Regions from separate parts of the Gossypium hirsutum genome. Here all the other regions are linked to region 1. A link is a contact called in public Hi-C data. All regions are on one chromosome and are shown on one strand. The core of a region is the stretch at or near the end of the contact, and the rest is flanking DNA. Distances in the headings are between cores, read along the strand shown.

The links. A called contact is a pair of places that touch in the nucleus more often than the background predicts.
Region 2: a contact with region 1 is called in a Hi-C map of leaf, with 3 times the contacts expected there. The contact joins the promoter of LOC107948356 here to the enhancer-like site in region 1. A contact is called at or near these places in 10 of 34 Hi-C or Micro-C datasets (callus, hypocotyl, leaf and 2 more).
Region 3: a contact with region 1 is called in a Hi-C map of leaf, with 3 times the contacts expected there. The contact joins the promoter of LOC107948320 here to the enhancer-like site in region 1. A contact is called at or near these places in 2 of 34 Hi-C or Micro-C datasets (leaf and petal).

Annotation. Positions count from the first base shown.
Region 1 is chrA04:68,468,134-68,471,902 of Gossypium_hirsutum_v2.1, forward strand. It overlaps the pseudogene LOC107948313. Among protein-coding and RNA genes, the nearest start is that of LOC121228803, 35 kb to the right of the region's middle. Within about 2 kb of position 1,773, at least 2 of the 9 cell types and tissues checked have an H3K27ac peak or open chromatin away from gene starts, as enhancers often do. A contact at or near this core is called in leaf, where this site is marked.
Region 2 is chrA04:68,259,234-68,263,112 of Gossypium_hirsutum_v2.1, forward strand. It overlaps LOC107948356 (dystrophia myotonica WD repeat-containing protein), which reads right to left and starts at 1,273. Exons shown (of 11, transcript XM_041111084.1): 1 at 647-1,273; 2 at 1-194. The coding sequence starts at 817.
Region 3 is chrA04:68,686,579-68,690,620 of Gossypium_hirsutum_v2.1, forward strand. It overlaps LOC107948320, which reads left to right and starts at 2,710. Exons shown (of 2, transcript XR_001697331.2): 1 at 2,710-2,850; 2 at 3,116-4,042. It overlaps LOC107933779 (a long non-coding RNA gene), which reads right to left and starts at 3,894. Exons shown (of 2, transcript XR_001693706.2): 1 at 3,670-3,894; 2 at 3,210-3,414.

The DNA of each region.
Region 1 (3,769 bases), core at 523-3,022:
AAACAACCCCAAATTCATTACACTAACCATTTATGACCTAATCATTAGGAAGTCCTCACATATATATATACATGATTATGAGCATTTATGTACCTGGAAAACAGTGTCCCACAGTCACACTTGTACTCCCTAGTACCACAAGTTTTGGAGTGAGCTTTCCAGTCGGATTGAACGGCGTATTTCTTCGAACATTTCTCACACTTCCACTTCTTTTCTCCATGTTTTCTGCTGAAATGCTTCTTTATCCCAGTGAGGTCACCGAGTGCTCTCGATGGATCATGGTGGACGCAGGTTTTCTCGGGGCAAATGTATACCTTCTTCTTAACTGGTTCTTTGTTGTTTCTTTGCTTCAGCTTCCATGGAAGATTGTGACCCCTTCGATGAAGCTGCAAGTTTTGGTCTCGTTGGAAGCCTTTGTTGCATATTTCACATATGAATCTGTTGGTAGCCATGAGAGTTTTGGGAGATAGAGCAATAACTTCAGCATCTGGATCTGTTACGTGACAAATAAAAGAACATTAATTAATTAATTAATTAATTACTGGAATAAATCGGTTCATCAATAAAAACAAAGAAAAGGGTATCATCAAAAGAGAGAGAGAAAAAAAAAGAATTGATCAAGCAAACTTACCTGGATTTCCTGGAAGATTTCTCTTCTTCTTAACGGGATTGGATTTAGGGTTAGGGTTTGTATTATTTTGTTCGGGTTTGTATTATTTTGTTCTTGATGAACAAACCCTCCTATTGAAACAGGTAAAGAAAACCCATCACCAGACATCTTTTTCCCCCAAAACTGATAGTTATGAGAATTAGTTATAAGAAAACAACTAGCTTTCAAAACGGCTAAAAAAACGAGTTCAAAACATAAGAGAACAAGGAATCTCCAAACACAAACAGATTACTCTTCTTACAGAGATCTGGTTTTTTTTTTAATTTGATTTCAAAAGAAAAACAACAAAATCTATGATTACTGAAGAGAATATCTCTGTGTTTCTCTCTTTTATCTTTTTTTTTCTTACACTATTCAACTACGTCCTCCATTTCTATATTTACCCATATCTTTAAAGTCGGTCTCGTCAGCCATTGATGTAGATAGGCAACACCGTCACCCCTTCCCCCCCAACTTTCTTTTTCATACACAAATACACGGTTGTTGAAATTTGCTTTTGTGTGTGCAAGAAAGCGACCAAACTGCTGCTATTGAGAGACCAGCTGCTGCTGAGGTGAAAACATATTGATTTTTGTGTGTGTTTTTGTAGTTGTTGTAGCTACCTTTTGAGCTCAAATTACGTAGGCTAGTTTAAAAATATGTAAATATATTAATAGTATTTGTAGTAGTAGCCAAGTAAAAGGCTAAAAGCTACTAGAATAGAGTAATAATAGGTATAAAAGAAAGAGAAATGGATGGTATTTATTTAGTTTAGTGATAGAAAAGGAAGAACAAAGGTGAAATGAAAGGGATTTGGTTTGGGGTGTGTTTGTGTAGTGATGAGAGTGTATGAAAAAGGGCGGGGTGAAGATTGGGTTAAAAGGGAAATGCCTTTACAGCCAGTTTTGAGCAGTTTATTTACGCATGAAATGATTAAACCATAATTAAAAGTAAGAGCAGATTGGATTTAGGGGTAAGAAGGAAGAGATAGATAAAGAAAGGGGCCGAGGGGAGGGATTACTGAGAAGTGAAAGGACGGTCCGTGATACTTGTCTGGGAAGAGGGACCCAGATTTGAATTGTGATTCAGATGCTGCACCCTCCTCCAGCATCAGCATCCCTCATCAAGTCTTCCACTGCATCTTCCTACTCACACCTACATTCTCATCCTTTGTTTTTCTTCCCCACATCCCATAGTATTCGGCTTACTAACTTCCAAGACGGGTGATTTGATTTTTAAATGAGAAAGTAAATCGTCTCAATGTTTTTTCTTTTTTATCAAATTCAATCCAAAACATCAAATGTTTATCATCGTACTCTTTCTTATACAACAAAAGTCTATTATGTATATATGTTGCCACTCATATCAATGTAGTCACCTTTTATTTTTATTATTATTATTATTATTATTATTATTAGGCATTTGTAGTTTTTTTTACTTTGGTACTTGAACTTGGCAATCGGGTTTATTTTAATATTTAAATTTAAATTTCATCAATATTTGATAATGTGATTAATGCTTTTGGGATATGACTGGATTGGTCAATTGGGCTGGATTGGATAAAAAACTGACTGATACCCTAGTCCAAACAAAAAAATTGAATTTATTGAATAAAAAACTGTTCGAAACTGATAAAAATAGAATATTGAGACAAAAAATGATAGTTGAATCAGATTAATATTTTTTAAAAATTTTTATGAATTTTTAATTATCTATTTAATTATTATTTGTCTAGCAGTTAATCGATCAAACCGATTGAATTAGGAACCAGTAATCTATTTGATTCAACGACTAGTCTGGTTATTAGAACACTTTTTATGATACTTTATTGTACTACGTCATTACCTGAAAATTTATATAATTTTTTTTCAATTTTCAAGTAATGGTCTGACACGTATCAAGGTGTCGCATCATTAAAATTTTATATTTTTCAATTTTAGGGACCAAAATAAATCTAATTACTAAGTTCAAGTACCAAAGTCGATAAAAAAAGTACAAGTACCAAAGTGGACCTAATTATAATAATAGAAAAATTATTTTATGGACCCTTCCCACCACGTCATCAATGGTCTCTTTTCAACTACTTAATGATATTTTAACAAATTTTTCCATGTCATTGACATATAATTTTGGAAATTTTTTTATCATAAATCTTGAACACCGAACCCTGGACCTTGGACCTTGGACCTTGGACTTGAACCTTGAACATTGAACCATGAATCCTAAATCCTATACCTAAGCCCCGAACCATGAAATCTAAATCCTAATACTAACCTTGAACCTTGAACCCTAAACCCAACCTTGGGTTTGGGGTTCAAGGTTCAAGTTCGAGGTTCGAGGTTCGAGGTTCGAGGTTTAAGGTTCAAAGTTTTGAGTTCGTGATTCAAGGTAAAAAAGTTACTAAAATTATGTGTCAATGACATGGAGAAAATTGCTAAAATGTCATTAAATAATTTGAAATAGACCATAGATGATTTGGTGGAAAGCTTCCAAAAAATAATTTCTCTATAATATTATTATTAAAAATATGTAATTTATTTATCTAAATAAATAAATATAAATGTGTGCATACTATTAGAAATTTATAAACTATTAATAACATCTTTTTAAAACTTTCTTGTTTTAGTTTGATGATCAAATGTGGTTCATCCATAAAACTTATTTGGGTTCGAATTTTTGCGAGAGCAAGTGATAAGCTTTTATTTGGATAGTTCCCTTTGAACATTGTATAGTGTAAGTAATGTCCTTATTGTGTGATTTTTTTGATTCAGTCAAACAAAGTGGAGCCTTGCTTTTTTTTTCCCTAATTTTTGATTCATTGGATTTTGATTTTCAAGACTGTTTTTTTGTTTGCTTCTTCCTTCTTTAATCTTTGTTTTTCAAGAGTTTTCTCTCTCAAGTTTTAGGTTTTTACTTTTGTTCAAGGACCTATGAAACAATAAGACTTATAGGTGTTGAAGAAGTTTGTTTCCTTTCTTCTTCTTCTTTTTTCATTTTGCCTCATGTGTTGTTTTGCTTAATGATATAAAGAGTTTATAGCTCTATCAATCTTGCTCTTGTACAAGTTATATCACCACAAACACACTAGGCAAGTTTTAGTGACTAACATCTACAAATGAT
Region 2 (3,879 bases), core at 23-2,522, 210 kb before region 1:
GACCCAATCCTACTAGTACTACCAATACTTTTACTCCCACCATTCCCTCCAGCAAATCCAAGCGTGCGGCTCCCGTTCCCAGCACCTAGCCACCTTGCTGCTGCTGATCTGACCCCACTGCTGGCACTGTAGCTGGACGATGAAGACGTCGGAGTTGATGGAGCTGGCTTCTCCTTCAAATGTGCTAGGGTAACCTGACAGCCGGACTTAATCAATACAATCTCAACAAACGAATAATACATAAGTATAAGCAAAACGATCAAAATTTGACTTTATAACTAAGGGCATTGATTCAAACTCTTTGAAGCTTAAACTTGTAATCAATAATGCTTAAACACCGATGATACAAAATGATCTAATAAAATATGTTCTTCAAGTTCTTCTAACAGATGGGTACATGTAAAAACCCCTCTTCTCACTAATAAATTGGAAATGTTCTCATTATCTAATTATAACATTAGTGTATCAAAAACACAAAAAGGAAAACCCACACTAAAATAAAAAGAAATAAAGAAAAACAAAAGAGAGTAATTTAAAGTGAAATCGGATGATTGGTCTTGATCAAAACCCAAATAAGTAACACAAAAGATAGTCTTCTTTTCAATAATTTAAGAAAAAAAAGGAAACCCTAGGAATTTGAAGTTACCTGAGTAACAGTTTTGCCATGAGCATAGTGAAGAAGGCTAGAAGGGTGAGTCTTTTCATAGTGAAGCTTATATCGACCTTCTGGAGTTTTAAAATAAGTCTTCAAACCCGGCGATTGAGCGTTTGCCGAGGACGAAGAGGTCGAAATCGTACCGTTGGCCGTGTTGATCATGGTGTCGCTTATCTTACACCCGATAACATCTGATCATGACACACTAGGGTTTCTTCTACTTCTTCCCAATTTTGAAAATTTCTTATTTCCTAAATCCGAAGACCAAAAGAAAACCCAAAAAGAAAATAAGTCTTTTATGGGTAATTTTCTGTTGTTGAAATGGGGAATGGGGGATCAAAGGAGGAGAAGGGCCCTGTATGGTTGGAGTTATGAGAAGAGGTTAGACTTTTCGGGAAGTTTAAGGGAAGTCAACGGAATGGACGGTGGAGGATTCAAGAGAGTGATCTTATTCGGTCTTTGTAGTTATAAACTGAGAGAGGGATTGATGATGAAAATGGGAAAGATTTCCAGGTTTTCTTTATTATAATTTATTTTGTATTGAGTTTGATATGCTCAGATTTTCACCTCCATTTTCTTGACTTTGGGCACTTACCATTCGGCCCCCAATTATGTTCTTTTCTATTTTGTATTTAAAAAAATCTCCTTTTTGTTGTAAATTAGACGGAGGTCGTAAACTCTTTTTAAGCATATTAAAGTAATGAGATAAAACTCTTTACTTAATTTATAATTAAGAGATTATTAAATAAAGTAATTAAAAAACTTTAATTCATTCAATGTAATACCTTTATTAATTGAATGTAAAGGAGCTTATAAATAGTACCTTGTAAGTGAAAATAAAATAATGAAATTTTCTCGTATTTTCATCCTCTTTTATTTATTGTTTTATTAATTTTTCTATAACACGTTATCAGCATGAGTTTCTACGAATTCATAGTGAAGTTTACGTCATTTCGACTTTTTATAATTTGCCCGTATAACTCCCGTTAAACTATATACGGTATACGTATTTTCATAATTCTTTTATTTTATTTTCTAGATGAAATATTTGTTTTGGGTAACATTTGCATATTTATTTTTACAACTAAAATCTAATAATGATAATTTATATATACATTTTTTTATTAAAAGAAATTTCAATTAATTTAATTTGTGTTAAGTTATTATCATGACTATTCCTCTTTATGCCAATATTTGACATACATATTATTATTTAGCAAATTTGGTATATATAATTGAATTATTTACGATTGAGAATACTTATTAATTTATTAATATTTTTTTTATTTTGATTCAAGTGATTATAATGTCAAATCTTGCCAAACTTGAATTTGCGGCCTTAGACATCTCAGGCAAGAACTATTTGTCATGGGTGTTAGATGCTGAAATTCACCTATATGCTAAAAGTCTAGGAAATACTATATTAGCAAATAAAGAAGCATCTAATCAAGACACTGCAAAAGCAATGATTTTCATCCGTCATCATCTGCATGAAGGATTAAAAGTGGAATATCTCACTGTGAAAGACCCTCTTGAGTTGTGGAAAAATTTGAAAGAACGATTTGACCATCAGAAAACTGTGATACTCCCTAAAGCTCGTTATGATTGGATGCACTTACGGTTGCAAGATTTTAAGACTGTAAGTGAATACAATTCAGAACTTTTCAAAATTAGTTCTCAACTAAAATTATGTGGAGAAAACATAACTGATAAGGACTTGTTAGAGAAAACATTTTCAACCTTTCACGCTACTAATGTGCTCTTGCAGCAGCAATACCGTGAAAAAGGTTTTAAAAGGTATTCTGAATTGATTTCATGCCTTTTGGTGGCTGAGCAAAATAATGAGCTATTGATGAAAAATCATGGAATTCGTCCCACTGGTTCTGCACCATTCCCTGAAGTGAATGTCGCAGTACACAATAATTATAAAAATAGAAAATATAGAAGTCGCGGCCGAGGTCGTGAACGTAGTAGGGGACGTGGTCGGGGACGTATTAGTAATCGTTATCATGGTGGTCATAACAATGATACTTCTAACCACCAGAAAAATAATAACAATGAAAGACAAGAAAGAAGTGGTCAAAATAATCCTTCAAAGATTGTTGAGAATATATGCTACCGATGTGGTATGAAGGGGCATTGGTCACGTACCTGTCGTACGTCTGAGCATTTAGTGAAACTTTATCAAGCATCCATTAAAAGGAAGGGAAAGCATATGGAGACAAATTTTATATCCCAAAATGATGAAATAGAGGCAAAAGATGAAGATATTCACTATAATAATAAAACTGACCATGCCTACAAGGATGATAAATTTAACGACCTTAATAATATAACTTATCTAGATGTGGCAGATTTCTTTGAGAATCGTTAGAAAAATTGATGTTATTTTGACACTTTTTAAGTATATTTTATTTTCTTGCATAAAAAAATAATTGATATATTTAATAAATATTTGTAATGTTTATCATATTATATTTTGTTTGTTTTTATGAAGAATATGAATATTCAACAAAATTTCGATAGACCCAAAATCAATGAAGACATGTGTCTTGCAGATAGTGCTACAACACATACGATACTCAAAGATAAAAAATATTTTTCTCATTTGACAATGAGTAATGCCCATGTTAATACAATATCGGGTAGTTTAAAACTTATTGAAGGCTCTGGAAGAGCTATTATATTGTTACCTAAAGGTACAAAATTTATCATTGATGATGCTTTATATTCCACCAAATCTCAAAGAAATTTATTGAGTTTTAAAGATATTCGTCTAAATGGATATCATATTGAGACTATGAATGAGAAAAATGTTGAATGTGGAAAGAAATATATTTTGGAAAGGCTACCTGCTTTTTCATCAGGTTTATATTATGCACATATTAGTGCAATTGAATCATATGTTACTACAAACCAGAAGTTTGTAGAAGCTCATACTTTTACTATTTGGCATGACCGATTAGGCCATCCCGGATCTATTATGATGCGAAAAATCATCGAGAATTCAATTGGACACCCATTAAAGAACCAAAAGATTCTTGAATTTAAGGATTTATCTTGTATTGCTTGTTCTCAAGGAAAATTGATTATTAGACCATCACCAGCTAAAGTTGGGATTGGATCTCCAACATTTCTGGAACGTATTCAAGGTGATAAATGTGGGCCCATTCATCCACCATGTGGACCATTCAGATATTTTATGGTATTAATAGATGCATCTA
Region 3 (4,042 bases), core at 1,460-3,959, 220 kb after region 1:
GAGTGCCTTTGTTTCGGAAAGGCTAATTATGGATAATATTCTTCTTGCTTATGAAATTCTCAATATATATAAACGGAAAAGGTTGGGTAAAGGAGGCCATTTCATTCTTAAATTGGATATGAGTAAAGCTTATAATAGAGTGGAGTGGAATTTTCTAGAGAGTGTGATGTTGAAAATGGGTTTCTCAAGGAGATGGGTGGATTTTATTGTACATTGTATTAGTACAGTGTTTTACTCTGTGGTTTTGAATTGCGAGTTAAAAAGGGAATTTTCTCTTGGAATGGAGCTTAGGTAGAGGGGTCCCCTTAGCCCTTACTTGTTTTTGATTTGTAGTAAGGGATTGTCTTCCCTTTTAAGAATGACAATTTGGAAGAAGTTGGTTAGGGGAGCAAAAATTAGTAGAAGGGACTCGAAATTTTCACATTTATTGTTTGCAAATGATTGTTTCCTTTTTGGAAAGGCAACAGAAAATGAAGCTATAATTTTGAAGTAAATCTTGGTTGAATGTTTCCTTTTTGGAAAGGCAACAGAAAATGGAGCTATAATTTTGAAGTAAATCTTGGTTGAATATGAGAATGCGTCGGACCAATGTGTTAATTTTGAGAAATTTGTTTTTTATTTTAGTGCAAATGTTAAAGAGCATAATAGTGGAGATATTGATGGATGTCTTGGTGTTCGTTCCTCTACTAATTCAAAGTAGTATTTGGGTTTACCAAACATGATGAGTCGGAATAAAAGATGGACTTTCTAAGTTTTGAAGGATCTATTAAGAAGCTATATTGTGAGTTGGTGTGTTAAACCTTTGTCACAGGGGATAATGAGATCTTTATTAAAAGTGTTTTGCAAACCATTCCTACCTTTGCAATGTCATGCTTTTTGTTACCAACATCGTTTTGCTTGGACCTAAAACGAATTATAAGCAAATTTTGGTGGCAAAAGCATGGGGGAAGAAAGGGCATTCATTGGTGTGAGTAGTTGAAGTTGTGTAAGCTAAGGGAGGATAGGGGGTTGGGTTTCAAAAATTTGGCAAAATATAATACTGTGTTACTTGCAAAAAAAGGGTGGCGTTTGATTAAATGTTTAAATTCACTTTTAGCGCAATCGCTTAAAGGAAAGTATTATTCAACTACTGGTTTTATGAGTGCAAATCTAGGCACTTAGCCATCATATACCTAGAAGAGCATTTGTGTTGCTAAGGGAATGCTTCAAACGGGATTCGGTGATGGCGAGTGGGTTCTGGGAACAATACCAGAATTTGGGAGAATTTAGATTCTGAGGTTGCCTGAAAGAAAAATACAACCATGTGGAGGGAACTTATCAATTTGGTTAGTGTCTGAGTTGATTAATCCTCAGGAAAGACAGTAGGATGAGCGTAAACTCAGGTTTTTTTACAGAAATAGTACCCAAAAAAATAAAAAATACCAAAATAATTTATTCAAGAAACTATGTACCAAAATGGTACATCTGGGGTGGTCACGCCTCTGTCATGGGCGGCACCACCCTAGGTCTTTTGACAAAAAAAAAACACAAATCACACAAATCTGTTAAAAAAAGGATTTGACAACTCACCTAGCACCGGTCACGCCTTCCCCATAGGCGGCACCAGTGTTGTTGCCATGGAAGAAGAAGAAAAAGAAAAAGAAGAAGAAGAAGAAGAAGAAGAAGAGGGCGGCAAGAAAGGAAAGAAAGAATAGAGAGGGAAGGAAAGAGAAAATTGAGGAAAATAAATAAATAGAAAGGAAAGTTTAAGGTTTAGGGAAGAATAATTAAAATTTTTAAAAGGTAATCTTTTTTTGTTATAAAATTTAATTTGTATATACAAATAATAAAGAAATATTATTATACAAATATTACAAATTTATAAACTTAAATATTTACATATACAAATAATATAGAAATATTATTATCTGTAAATATTTAAGTTTATAAATTTGTAATATTAAACCCTAAACTTTCCTTTCTATTTATTTATTTTTCCTTATTTTGTAACATTTAAGTTTATTTTTCTCTTTCCTTCCCTCTCTTTTTTTTATATTTCTATATTATTTGTATATGTAAATATTTAAGTTTATAAATTTGTACTATTTATTTTTATTTTTCTCTTTGTTTATTCAATAGAAATATTATATGTATAATTGTATGTATTGTTATTTTAAAAGTCGGTATAAATTTTTTTATGTTATTTTAAAAGTTGATATAAATTTTTAACTCATAATTTAGTACAGTGTAATATTTTGCAGGTTAATTATACAAGATAAGTAACCAATTTGTAATGATTAATTACAACAAATAATTATAACATGCCAAATAATTTAAATTACATAAAAAATATATCTAATCAACCTAAAACACACATAACAAATAAATTATATAAAAATAAAACATTCTTTGTACATAACATAAATAGATTTTTTTACTTCAATAAACATTAAAAATAAATTATAAATCAATAAAAATATAAAATAAATACAAACATACCTTAATAACTCTTTTTAACCAAATAATACCTTATAAAAATAAAATTAAAAATTAAATTCCAATGAAATCAACATAATAATAATAATAATAAATTAAATTATATAACAAAAAAATTATATTTTTAACACTTTAATTATTCTTGTAAAAAACCAGAAAAGGAAAAGAAATAATAACTATAGCAATTAAAACGCGGGTTTAATTATTCTTCTCTAAACCCTAAACTTTCTTATTTATTTATTTATTCCCTTATTTTTCTCTTTCATTCCCTCTCTCTTCTTTCTTTTTTCTTTCTTTCTTTCCTTTCCTGACGCCCTCTTCTTCTTCTTCTTCTTCCATGGCTGCCTCCACCCTAAGCGTGACTGGTGCTCTCAGGTGAGTTGTCAAATCCTGTTTTTTTAACAGATTTGTGTGATTTGTGTTTTTTTTTTGTCAAAAGAACTAGAGTGGTGCCGCCCATGACAGAGGCGTGACCTCCCTAGATGTACCATTTTGGTACATAGTTTCTTGAATATATTATTTTGGTTTTTTTATTTTTTTGGGTACTATTTTTGTAAAAAACCTGCATAAACTCACAGTGCATTTGGGTGAGGAAATTGCTGAAAGGGTCCGATGTATTCTTATTGTTGGGAATCCGCAGGAGGACATGATGGGGTGGGGGGAGGAGCCGTCAAATGATTTTTCAGAAAGAAGTGGCTATAAGATCTTAATTCAAAGTGTTGTGGCTGCTGATAGGAGTGATACTTATAAAACTTTTTATAAAAAAACTCTGGTAGATCAATTTACCAGAGAAAATAAAAATTACAACATAGATAATTTTTAAAAATTACATCCCTAGCTATTACAATTTGTACAATAGGAGGATACGAAGTTCAGCAATGTGCCCAAAATGTACAAGAGATGTCGAAACTTCTGAGCATATCTTTAGCGACTATCCGTCTGTAGCAGAAATATGGAGAAAGTTAGATCTTGAATGGCCTGATAATATTGCAAATAGTTCTTTACAGGATTGGCTTAATTATATTGTTTCCTCTTTCTCTACTACTACATGCAGAGCAGTGATTTGTACTCTATGGTATATTTGGTCAACCAGAAACAGGCTAATACATGACAGAAGGATCATATTATCTCAAGACATAATTCATATAGTCGAGGCTTATATTAGAGAGGTTAATGGGGTACAAAGGAAATTACCTGTTAAAAGGGTGAAGTGTGAACGATGGAGGCTTCTAGAGGCTTCTTTCCTTAAAGTAAATTTTGATGCAGCGTTTAAAGGAAATGACAGGAGATCTTGCACGGAGATTGTAACCAGAAACTAGGAGGATCAAGTGGTGGGTTCAAAGACAATAGTGAATCGTCATATACCTACGAGTTTTGTAGTAGAGGCCCTTGAATATCTCCAGGCAGTGGTTTGGGGGATATTTTTAGGGATTCGAGAAGTGCTGGTGGAAGGGGACGCCTTGTCGATGACAAAAAGGATGTGGTCCTGCAATGAAAATGGTTCGGTTATAGGGGCTTATATACACGATGCAAAAAAAAAAAGCAGAAGGTTTCACAAGATGCTCAT